Linked DNA regions of Mus musculus: all the other regions are linked to region 3. A link is a contact called in public HiChIP or PLAC-seq and promoter capture Hi-C data. All regions are on one chromosome and are shown on one strand. The core of a region is the stretch at or near the end of the contact, and the rest is flanking DNA. Distances in the headings are between cores, read along the strand shown.

What was found. Promoter capture Hi-C pulls out the DNA fragments that hold promoters and counts their contacts. HiChIP or PLAC-seq counts read pairs in DNA pulled down with a chosen protein or histone mark.
Region 1: a contact with region 3 is called in an H3K27ac HiChIP or PLAC-seq map of embryonic stem cells, with 3 times the contacts expected there. The contact joins the promoter of Sidt2 here to the promoter of Tmem25 in region 3. A contact is called at or near these places in 4 of 39 promoter capture datasets (hippocampal neurons, liver and pre-B cells) and 3 of 115 datasets of contacts at active chromatin or transcription factors (embryonic forebrain, embryonic stem cells and stem cell-derived neural progenitor cells).
Region 2: a contact with region 3 is called in a promoter capture Hi-C map of liver, with 5 times the contacts expected there. The contact joins the promoter of Rnf214 here to the promoter of Tmem25 in region 3. A contact is called at or near these places in 6 of 39 promoter capture datasets (cranial neural crest, embryonic stem cells, hippocampal neurons and 2 more) and 1 of 115 datasets of contacts at active chromatin or transcription factors (forebrain).
Region 4: a promoter capture Hi-C map of liver shows a contact between it and region 3, with 5 times the contacts expected there. The contact joins the promoter of Tagln here to the promoter of Tmem25 in region 3.

Annotation. Positions count from the first base shown.
Region 1 is chr9:45,953,917-45,956,616 of GRCm38.p6, forward strand. It overlaps Sidt2 (SID1 transmembrane family, member 2), which reads right to left and starts at 1,333. Exons shown (of 26, transcript NM_172257.4): 1 at 808-1,333. The coding sequence starts at 990. It overlaps A830035O19Rik (RIKEN cDNA A830035O19 gene), which reads left to right and starts at 70. Exons shown (of 1, transcript NR_152206.1): 1 at 70-2,082.
Region 2 is chr9:45,905,527-45,908,293 of GRCm38.p6, forward strand. Rnf214 (ring finger protein 214) reads right to left here and starts at 1,385. Exons shown (of 14, transcript NM_178709.5): 1 at 826-1,385. It overlaps Pcsk7 (proprotein convertase subtilisin/kexin type 7), which reads left to right and starts at 1,043. Exons shown (of 17, transcript NM_008794.2): 1 at 1,043-1,513.
Region 3 is chr9:44,797,876-44,800,575 of GRCm38.p6, forward strand. It overlaps Tmem25 (transmembrane protein 25), which reads right to left and starts at 1,372. Exons shown (of 8, transcript NM_001357385.1): 1 at 789-1,372; 2 at 246-557. The coding sequence starts at 858. Ttc36 (tetratricopeptide repeat domain 36) reads right to left here. Exons shown (of 3, transcript NM_138951.1): 3 at 1,525-1,858. The coding sequence ends at 1,596.
Region 4 is chr9:45,934,612-45,937,311 of GRCm38.p6, forward strand. It overlaps Tagln (transgelin), which reads right to left and starts at 1,447. Exons shown (of 5, transcript NM_011526.5): 1 at 1,223-1,447.

The sequences.
Region 1 (2,700 bases), core at 83-2,582, 1.2 Mb after region 3:
AACCAAATCTAGGGGTAACGTTTCCCTGAGGGGTAGGTGCCACTTCCGGGATGATCCTGGAAATGGTACTCAAAAGGGGAGATCAGACTTCAAGGAAATGGATCCTGATGGTTGATCATGGCCTGCCAGAAACCAAACTCCTCTCCCTCCCAAAGAAAGCCTCAGGTGCCTCCTCCTCAACTCCAGTGCTTCCGAGTCAATCCAGATCGGGCCTTGGAGAATGAGCAAGAGAGCTAGGCAGGCCACACAGCCAGGCAGCAAGAATCTCCCAGGCTGTGCTCTGCCTGGGCCCAGCTCTGCCAGCCTTCTTTCTACTTTCACTACTGGGAAGAAATGAGTAAGAAGTCGGAGATAGTTCTGTCTTAGAAACAAACTCCCTTTTCTCTTGCCACTCAGCCTTCGAGGGCCTTATCTTGTCACCTTCAACTTACAAGGCCAGCTGGCTTTCTGAGGCAAGGAGGTCTGTCTCCTTCACCTCCCTGTGACCGAGCTCTTTCAATTCTAAGTTGGCCCCATCTGGAGTTGTCTGAGCCACGCAAGGCTGGGAGCCTGTTTTCCCCTCACCCCGACCTCACAGACTGAGAGCTAGATTGAGAGCCAGGTCACAGAGCAGACCAGACCGGTCCTGATCACAGCTGGTGGCAGGGAACTTCCCAAGCTGCCCCGCTGGAGCTGCCCGGGAATGCTGGTGGAAACCAGGTCTTGGCAGGGGGAGGGCGGCTCAAAGGCTGGCGGAGAGGAAAGGGGCAGCATCAAGTCCAGGCCGGGCGCCCACCCGCTCGGCCGCCCGTGGAGTCCCGCGCTCACCCGGTTGCGGGTCACGGTGTGGTTGAAGGTGTAGATGTTGACCAGCTCGCTGTTGACGTCGTCCGCGTAGGTGCGCTCAAACTCCGCGTCTTTCTGCGAGACGTTCTTGGGCCCCAGGGCCCCCAGGTGGCTCTCGACGGAGGCCACCAAGAGCACGCACAAGGGCAGACGCCAGGCGATCATGGCCCGGGACGGCGGGGATTGGCGACGGGACGGCGACCGGGCGCGTTGCGGCTGCCGCAGCAGCTTCCAGCATCTCACCGGGACCAGAACTTTAACCCCGGCCTCAGATAGGACGCGTCCCCTCCCTGGAGCCGCTCCTGGGCCTCGCGCGGATCCCGGCTCGCGAGGGCGGCACCGCGACCCGCTACCCCAGCCCGGCCCAGCCCGGCCCAGCCCGGCTGGAGACCCGGCGTCCGCTCGCGCCCGGAGAGCCGAGGCGGCGGTGGCCCTGGCCCGAAGGCTTCCCGGACGCGGGCCCTTTAAGGGCGGCGGACGCGGCGCAGAACTCGGAGCTACCAGGAGCTGCGCCGCGGTAAACAGCGGGCTGTGCCCGCCCGCTTACGTCATGGGAAACCGACGCGGATTTAAAGGGCCAGGCTGCCTCTACTTCCCACGCAGCCGTCGCCGCCTCCTTCCTTCGCTGTCCTGTGAGCGTCTGGAGTTGGGTTTTTCACGAAGGATCACTAAGTATTGGATTCTTGCTTTTGTGGTCCGCGTTTTTTTGGCTTTTTGAGACGGCTCACATAACTCAGGCTGGTCTGGAACTGGTCGTGTAAGTTTGGAGAGTCTTGAACGCCTGATCCTCCTCCCACCTCTACTGCTGGGTGTTGGCATTGCTGGCAAGATTCACAGAGCCCAGTAAGTGCAGGGTCTTGCTGACAGATGATTTCTTTGCTCAAGACAGGAATTGTGCTCCAAAATCATTACCCCAGCATCATTCTTTTTCCCTCATTGGCTCATAAAAGCGCCTGCCCACTGAGAGCAGCTCAGCGGCCGCTCCCCTCTCACAGTAGAGGGGATAACCAGAACCAGGGCACCATAACCAGGATGCCTTCCAACCTGTGAGCTCTGTCCCTACTCTGCAGAAACTGCTTTGTTTGTTTGAACAAAGCCCACGGAAAGATTCTGACCTTTCGTTGTCAACTGGCAAAAACCTTTCTGAGGAACTGTTTTGGCTTAGGCTTAAAAGAGCTCTATACCCTTCAACCCAGTCATTCCACTCCAGGGACTGTGTCCTACGAATAAGAAATACAAATAAAATATGGGGACAGCAATTTGCATCCCTGTGATCTTGAGAAAGCTCAAAGGAAACTGCTTGTTCACAGTGAAGGAAGAGGTGGTCAGAGATACTACTATGAAGTTAAGCAGATAGATTCTTAATACCATCAAAGGGACATCTAAGGAGGGAATTCAAGAATAACATTATATAAGTGGTATATAATCCAAACTTCAGACATAAATAGGAAAATATGCACAAGAACCGAGCTGAGATGGCTTATCAGGAAGAGGCACTTGCCATGGAAAGCCCGGCCTGAGCTCTACACCAGGGAGGAGAGAACTAACTCCACAAATTTGTTCTCTGACTTCCACAGACACCTGGCAACATGTGCTTGCGCACTTCACACACAGACACATGAACAATAATAAATTATATATATATATATACACACACACACACACACACACACACACATGTACAAGGGTGGATGAAGTGTCTCAGTGGGTGCGGGTGCTTGCCAAGATGCCTGATGACCATCTCTGGGACCCAAAAGGTGGAAGAGGGGAAAAACCTGACTCTGCAAGTTGTCATCCGCCCTCCACATGCATGCTGTAGCACCTCTGAAACATACACATATACACAATATGTAATTAAAGGTCATTACAAAGAAC
Region 2 (2,767 bases), core at 135-2,634, 1.1 Mb after region 3:
TTTACATTTTTATTTTTAAGAGCATCTTTTTTGCTGCAAAATAAACTCGGCCTTCTATGGTAACAAGAAAAACTAGGTGGTAAAAGTAGGATTAGTTCCCATTCCTGCTTTTATTTTGACAGCATCCCATGAATAGAATATCTCTGAACCCAGAAGAATGCACAAGAGCAGATACCGAGTCGGGCTGAATCAATAGTCACAGCTCAGTGCCTCAGTTTCCTCTCATAATAAAAAGCTCCTAGGTGAAAATGGGCCCTGAAACGCCATTATTGCATCTCGGATGCAATCAGTCTGCCTACAATAGGGTCGAGATCATTGCCTCCAACAGGGAACAAGGTCTGGGTCACCGATGCCCAGTAAACGAAAACCTTAGGGCAAGGGTCATACGTGAAACTCCGCAGCTAGAGCCCCAAACGAGAGGGATGGGGGGTGGGGTCGCACATCTGGCTCAAGAGCCCAGTGTGCCCAAGGGAATCCCGCAAGGCAGTGATGGTCACCAGTCAGGCGGCGACGCAGAAGGGGACAATGGGGGGAAGCTGCGCCGGGTGGTCACCGCCACTCTTCACAGGGAGCTGCCGCTACGCTGGCCCTTGGCACTGGCCAGCGCCACCTCCACCCCTTCCCCTCCGTCCTCACCGGCCGCCAGCTCCCGTCCCACTCCCAGGCCGGGCTCCCGCCCCTGTCCCCGCCGCCCCCTCCCCGCCGCCCCCTCCTCCTCCGCCGCGCCCCCCTAGTCCCGCCGTCCCGACCCGCGCGCGCCGCCCCGCACACACCTCCCGCGCCGCGCCCCCGGGGAGCCAAGCGGGGGGGAGGGAAGGGACGCACCTGAGCGGGCGGAGCGGGGGAGGGGGCGGCCAAGCCTGGGGGAGGGGTCGAGCGCTGGCCCGCGCGCGGCACCTCCCACTTCCGGCGGCGCGAGCGCAAGGGGGCGAGGCCGGGGCGGCGAGAGGAGCGGAACCCGCGGGGTGAGCGGCCGCCACCGACGGCGCCCTCTGGCGGCAGGCGCGGACAGCGACCGGACAACGGAGCCGCTGAGGGGACCAGCCCTGAGACCCAAGCGGAGCCCGAGGGACACGCGGGCCAGAGAGACGGCGGCCGGATGGAGGCGAGAGCCTCTCTGAGGAGTTTATGGGGAAGAGTCAAGGCTATGGCAGTCCGACGGAGAAGAGCCGCGAGGGGTGTTTAGAGGTCGGAACCGGGATGGTCCTTACAGAGGACGCCATGAAGGACGAGGGCCCTGTGGCGGAGGGGGTCCTGTGGCGGAGGACACGAGGATTCGAGGCGCCGGAACTCCCACAGCCCTCACGGGCCTGTGACAGAAGCTGTCGGCGGAGCGCCCGGAGCTCGGCCCGCTGGTCAAGAGGCCGCAGGCCCAGCCGCTGATTGGCTGCGGCGCCGGGCGGAAGTGATGTCGCTGTCAGTGGCGCCTCCGGCTCCGGGGAAGCCGAGAGTTTCCGTAGGGTGGGGGCTGCGGCGGCAGCAGCAGCAGCGACAGTAGCAACAGAGGCTGTGGGTGAGTCGGGAAGAAATGTAGTGGAGGCTGGACCTCGGATATACGGGGGACCATGGACCGGGGCTGGTCGGCGTCTGCGGAGGAGGTCCTTCGCTGAGGGCACCTTGGGTCCTGGCGTGGGCGACCCCAGAGGGACCGGGTCTCCGGGTCGTAGGTTCCGGACAGCATCGGTCCTAAGGAGAGAGAGGCACATTGCACGGAGCAGCTGAGTCCGCGTGGGAGTGGGGGCATCAGAAAACTCACTCTGTACAGACCCTGGTTCCTGTGAGTGGGGAGGCGGGGCTTGAAGGACGGTGGTTTAAGAGCAGAATCTTGAGCAGGAAAGGTGCCCGTCTACCTTAGTTGAGGGTGATGGGAGTCTATTTTCAGAAAGTGCTTAAGATTTCTTGCTCAGAGGTCTGAGAATAAGTGCTGCTGTGCCTCTGGACCACAGGGAGAAAAAAACAAACAAACAAACAAAACAAAACAAAAACAAAACTCGGTTTCTCTTCCAGAAATCTCTGTTGGAACCTACAGAGATTGTAGGAGCCTGCCTGAGTGGATGGCTGCTATCAAACCAGACTTTGGATTTACTTATATGCAGACTAGGGAAGACACCTGGGTATCTTGGGCCAAATTGAAGCAGCCCCAGGGGCAGGAAGAATGTAATAGGAAATATGCCATGGAACTTAAGGACATGGTGGCCCACACCTATAATAACAGCAGTAAAGGGGTGGAAGCAAGAGTTCTCAGCCAACCTTTATTATATAAAGAAAGCTTGTTTAAGCCGGATGTTGGTGGCACACACCTTTGTTATCCCAGCACTCTGGAAGCGGAAGCAGGCTGGCTCTCTTGAGTTCCAGGCCAGCCTGGTATACAGAGGAAGGGAGGTCCAAGGAGTCTTTGGTAAAACAGTCTTTCCAGAATGTTTTAAGTCGGTACCATCCAAGTGTATGTCTGGACACCAAGACTGCTGCAGTGTGGGCTTGGTAGACAGTAGTGAGTTTTAAATGAGCTCAAGACCCCACATGTGCCTTGTTCCTGCCCCCACAGTTGCTCGAAAGTTCTAATTTGGTGGGGTTTTTTCCCCTTTGAGTGGTTGAAGACAGGGCTGGAGCCTGTGCCCTCACTGAAAATCCAACTTGGTGAGACGGGGCCAGCTCCTTAGTCCTTCTTGCCAGTCATTTCCTCTCTCCCAGTTACCCACATGCACTTATACTACATTTTATTTCCATTATCTGGCTTTCTCCCTGATTGACAGTTAGGTCTTGCTAA
Region 3 (2,700 bases), core at 122-2,621:
ACTTCTTAATTGTTGGGCAATTAAATCTCAAAATGTTGGGCAGCTGCTTAACTTGTGCCTCAATTTCTCATTTGTAAAATAGGGATGAAAATAGAAATTCTCTCATATCGTGTTTATGAATGTCCTGTTAAAGCTAAATGTGTCATGCGTATGAGTAATCTCAGCACTCTAGAGGCCGAGGCAGGGGATTGGCAAGTTTGAGTCCAGCCTAGGCAATGTAGTAAGACTGTCTCAGGGATACTTACATTGCACATTGAGGATGACAGAGGCATTGGCTGGCCGGCCACTCCCTGGGTCCTGCAGGGAGCAGTTAAGCTCATGTTGGGAGCGCTGGGCAGTAACAGTGAAAGTGCTGGTTCCTCCAGAGAAGGCGTCCCCACCCACACTCAGCAGTCGGGAGGTGGTGGCCTCCTGTAGCTGTCCATCCAGGTACCAGGCTAATCGGGGAGTGGCAGAACCTCCTGCAACCCGACAGGTGAAGGCATGGTGCTCATTCTCCCTAAGCGCTCTCTCAGCCCAGGTCTGACCATCAATTTGCGGCGCCAGCTCCCCTTGACCTGGAACACAGCAGGCAGCCGCTGGGAGGCACTTGGAGAGACCACAGTGAGGTTCAGTTACAGAGAGGCAGCAGGCCAAGAGACAGGGCAGCTGGTTTCTCTGACCAGGATCTGCATAGACTTATGGTAGGGAAGTAGGGATAGGGGAACCCAGCCCTGGAGACTGGAGTGGGTATCGTGAGAGGAGATGCAAGCAAGGAGGGTTTGGCCAAAGGATGAACTGGGGTATACCTGAACTTAAGAGGGCAGGAAGGAGCAGCAGTGTGTGCCGGAGGGTAGCTTGGCTTAGAGGCAATTCCATGGTGATCAGGGACCGGCCTCCAGGCTGCTGAGAGAAGAGTACCAGCCATGTAGGCCTAACAATTCCTGCAATAATTTACCATGCACTGATGTAGACTGGCCCACAGTGGCCAAGACACCGGCACAAATAGACACAATCAGCAAGACCCAAAGGAAGAGACCCTATGGCAACACTTCGTCTCTGTGCGGGCATAGAGGCCAGCACTGACAGTAGATGACCACAGACAGACAGACAGACAGACAGACATGCACAGGCGCCCTTCCCCTTCCCCCCCAAACGATCGTCCTTCTCTTGACCCGGTTCACTCCTCGCTGGCCTTGGCTCTCCCTCCCATATCTCGCCATGCACCGCTTTTCCAATCTCGGCTGCTCAGGTGGACTTGGGCCTAGCAAGAGAGCGTCGCGGATCCGAGGGTCGCTGGAGCATCCTGCTTTCGGGTCAGCTCACCTGGCTCCCTCCCAGAGTGAGCCCCAGCAATTGCTCAAGAAGGCTGAGCACCGCAGTCCGCTGCAAGGGCGGGGCCCGCGCCAGGCAGGACCAATCGCTGCCCGAGCAAGGGCAGGTGGCCGTTCCAGCCCCGCCCTGTCCCGCCTCCTCCCTACCCCCGCCAAGGCCTCCACCGTGAGGCTGGTTAGTAAGCAGGCGGACACAGAGCAGACGCAGTCCGAGAGTCCCGGAAGTTTTATTGGGTCCTGGTTGGGTCAGGGTCCCCCTCTCCATCATTCGGCCGGCCACGCTCAGCGCCCGTTGCTGGGCGCGCGCAGCTGCCCCATCATGTCGGCCAGCATGCGGTTGCACAGCGCGGCGTACGGGTTGAGCAGCACTAGCTGGCGCCGTGCGAACGGGCTGCCCAGTCGCGCAGCCTTCTCGAAGTCCCTGCGGGCGTCGTCGTCCCGGCCCTGAAATCTCGCCAGTAGCCCGCTCTGCACGAAGCTCTGGCGGGCGGCGCGACCCCGGCCGCCGCTCAATGTCACCGCGCGCTCCAAGTCCTCCAGGGCGCCTGCGGGCGGACAGGGAGAGGGCGGCGCAGGTCAGCCGGGTGTGGGCAACCGAGCCCCCGCCCACCTGCCGAGCAGAGCAGCCCATCCCCTCCTTCGTGCAGCAGACTTTTGAACCACGAGGGATTATTTCTAACCCGAGATGAAGGGTTGCTACAATTGGCTTGTGGGCCGCCCACGGGCAGAGCTGAGATCAAAGTCCAAGGCTCTCCTTGGCCTTGTTCCTGGTATGTCCTAACATTAATGCACCCAAACGTGAATGTTTTCTAGAGGATCTGGCCACTGTGTTAGTGAATCCATCAATTATCAAATAGTCGTAGTTCACACAAGTGGAGCCTAGCACCTACTGTGTGTTTGGTGGCCCACTTTGAACCCTAGAGTTCAAGAAATCTCATTAGCTAACAGAACTGTTTCCTCTTTTCCAATGCAGACTACGAAAGCGGCACGTTCCCCATTTTTCTCCTTCATTATCTCCACGGTCTTCATTACTCTGTATCTTATTTCATTGGAAGAAGGTCGTGGAGCCAGAGCTGGCTGCACTGTTTTATTTTCGTGATTCTCAGAGGAACGTACTTGGATTGAGTTTCAGAACTCATCCCGGAACCTCAGGCAGCCAGCTTAGGGTTTCTGTTAGGTCCACGGGCTGCTTTCTTTGGACCCTGCCTCTATTCATAGTCTCCAGTTTCCTAAAGAGGCTGCCAGGGCCCTTGCATTGCTCAGCACCATCGTGGAGAAAGGCTGAGTTTCCCTCAGAGGTCCAGGTTGGGACTGCAGACTGAGCAGCTCTGGGACCAGCTCAGTTTCCCTCTTCACAGCTAGTCTGCAGGAATCCAAGCCTCTACAA
Region 4 (2,700 bases), core at 197-2,696, 1.1 Mb after region 3:
CCTGCATGATGCGCAGCTTGGATGCCTGTGGCCATCCAGCCCTCCTGTCAGCAGGTAGAGAGGTTAGGCTGTGGAAAGGGGCCTCCATGTAGCAGAGACCCTGGACAACAAGCAGAACCAGGGTATATCTGCCTGTGGTACCTCAGCCCATAAAATGACAGTAAGGGTGAGCATTTCTGCATCCCTGAGAGATCACACCTAAATTCCAGAAGACTAGTCCTCTTATATAGATGTGGCAACAGCCCACTGACATCCTTTAGAGAGCCCCAAGGGGAACCACCAAGACCCTTTGGGAGGAACAGGGGTCCCAGGGCTGTCCAGTCCCAGTTCCAAAGCTCCTCCACCTGTCACCTATCTGTCACCTATCTGCCACCTGTCACCTATCTGCCTACAGTGGACTGACCTCCTACTTTCAAACTGGACCAAGCTGCCATGAAAAAGCAAACCTTAGCTGGGCAGTGGTGGCACACGCCTTTAATCCCAGCACTTGGGAGGCAGAGGCAGGTAGATTTCTGAGTTCGAGGCCAGCCTGGTCTAAAGAGTGAGTTCCAGAACAGCCAGGGCTACACAGAGAAACCCTGTCTAAAGAAAAGAAAGAAAAAAAGAAAAAGAAAATTAGAAAGAGAGAGTGAAAGAGAGAAAAGGAAAGAAAGAGAGAGAGAGAGAGAGAGAGAGAGAGAGAGAGAGAGAGAGAGAGAGAGAAAAGGAAAGAAAAAGCAGGCCCTATCCCAGGCTAGTCTGAAGCATTAAACTTCTGTGGTAGATGGAGCACATGCCTGCCACACATAGCGCCCTGGGGTTTGATCCCTAGCGCTACAAAAAATAAGATCTTTAGTCCTCCACTGCCTGAGGGGGCTACCTCCTGGCTCCCCCGAGTTGCATTAGCCCTGGGGACCATCAGTGGGTCACTGCTTTCCAGAACTTAGCCCCTCACCTTCTTGGAGATCCAAAGATGGAGTTGTTCCCTTGGCCTCATTTGTCACCTCTTTGGGCCTAACACATAGCCCATACACCTATGGGTGGGACAGTGACTGAAATTTGAGCCTCCCTCTCACCCCATTTATTCTTTTGCCCCAGTCAAATCATCCTAGGCATTTTAACCCAGACTTTTTGTCTAACACAGAGAATGGTCTCTAGGGACCCAATTCCACCCAGCAAACTAGAAGAGACTAGGGGATCTAATTGAGCCCACAGCCCTTCTGCTCCCATGACTTGCACTTACAAGGCTTGGTCGTTTGTGGACTGGAAGGAGAGTAGCTTCGGTGTCTGGGCTGGGGCAGACGGGCCGGGGCGCCGGCTGGGTGAGGGGTTTAAAGGCCGCCTAGGCAGTGATGTCACCCCTCTGCCGCCCGCTGGCGCCCCTCCCTGCCCATGGAAGTCTGCTTGGCTCACCACCCCGGGCCGCCCCACTCACTCCACACAGGCTCCATATTTGGGGAAAGACACCAAGTTGGAGCAGTCTGTCGGGGGCAGCCGGAGACATTCTCTGCATGCTTTGGAGATGCTGCGGGGGTCGGGGCGGGGCGGTGCTGAGGGCGGCCGGGAAAAACCTTTTATGGGCAGGACCCTGAAACCCTTCCTTGTTACCCGGACTTGGGTCTGCTCTTCAATGAGAAAGAAAGGGGGAGGCATTCTAGAGTTTGGCCCGACAAAGGAACCTGCAAGGGACAAACAAGCCACCTTCTTGCAAGGCTTTAAAATCGAGTTGGTGGGAACTAGTCTTGACTGCAGCCTGGCTGCACAACCAGGCACTATGCAAACGCCTTCCTTTCACGTTCCCCTTTATTATGAGATAGCAGTTACCACTCCATTTAACAGTTGAGAAAATTGAGGTTCAAAGTGGCCTTTCCAAGGCTACCAAGTGCATGGCAGAACATGGGTCATCCTGCCCACAGGTATGGTATGCTTCTAGCGGGTGCTTCTCTAGGGAGTGCCTTGTTTAGCAGCAAGTCAACCCTGGCCCCTTCTAGAGCGGTGACAATGGGCGGATGTTTAAGGCCTGGCAAGGCTGGAGACACTAGGGTAAGAGGACTAGGACAGTGTCACCCTCCCTCCCTTCAAAATAGTCCTTATCGTGAAAGATCCTACCACCTCAGAAAGGGTCCCCACTTATCTTGCACCTAGCTTCAGTGGTCTTGGGAAGGGACAGGTGAGACAGGCTCAGGGTTAGGGTTAAAGACAACTGCTATCACACCTGATGGTCTGAGTTCAGTACCCAAGACCAAACACAGTGGAGACAGAACCAGCTCTCCTCTGCCCCTATCTGTGCTATGTCTCACACACTCACTGAATGCAACTTCTTAAAAGGTAAGGCTTTAGTGGTGTCTCTGAGTCCCATCCCCAATTCTGGAAACCTCAGGAAACAGAGAGAGGGAGAGGGAGAGGGAGAAAGGAGTAGAGAGAGGGAAGGAGAGAACCCTCAGGCAGGGTCAGTCTCACCCAGAACTGGCTGCAGGCCAGAGAGGTGCAGCCTCAGACGCTCAATCCACTACAGCCAGCCTGGCTGGTTTAAGCTATTGGTGCATAGAACTCCAGCACCTCCTTGTGGCATCTGAAGGAAGGGTCATAATAAGCTGGAGCTCCTCTAGAGCTCTTGCTTTCCAGCCACTGATTACGTCCTGAATTCACTAGACAGGATTCCCCAAATCCCGTCCTTTTTATAATCTAAATAAAATCTCCCTCCTCGATGGGCACACGCCT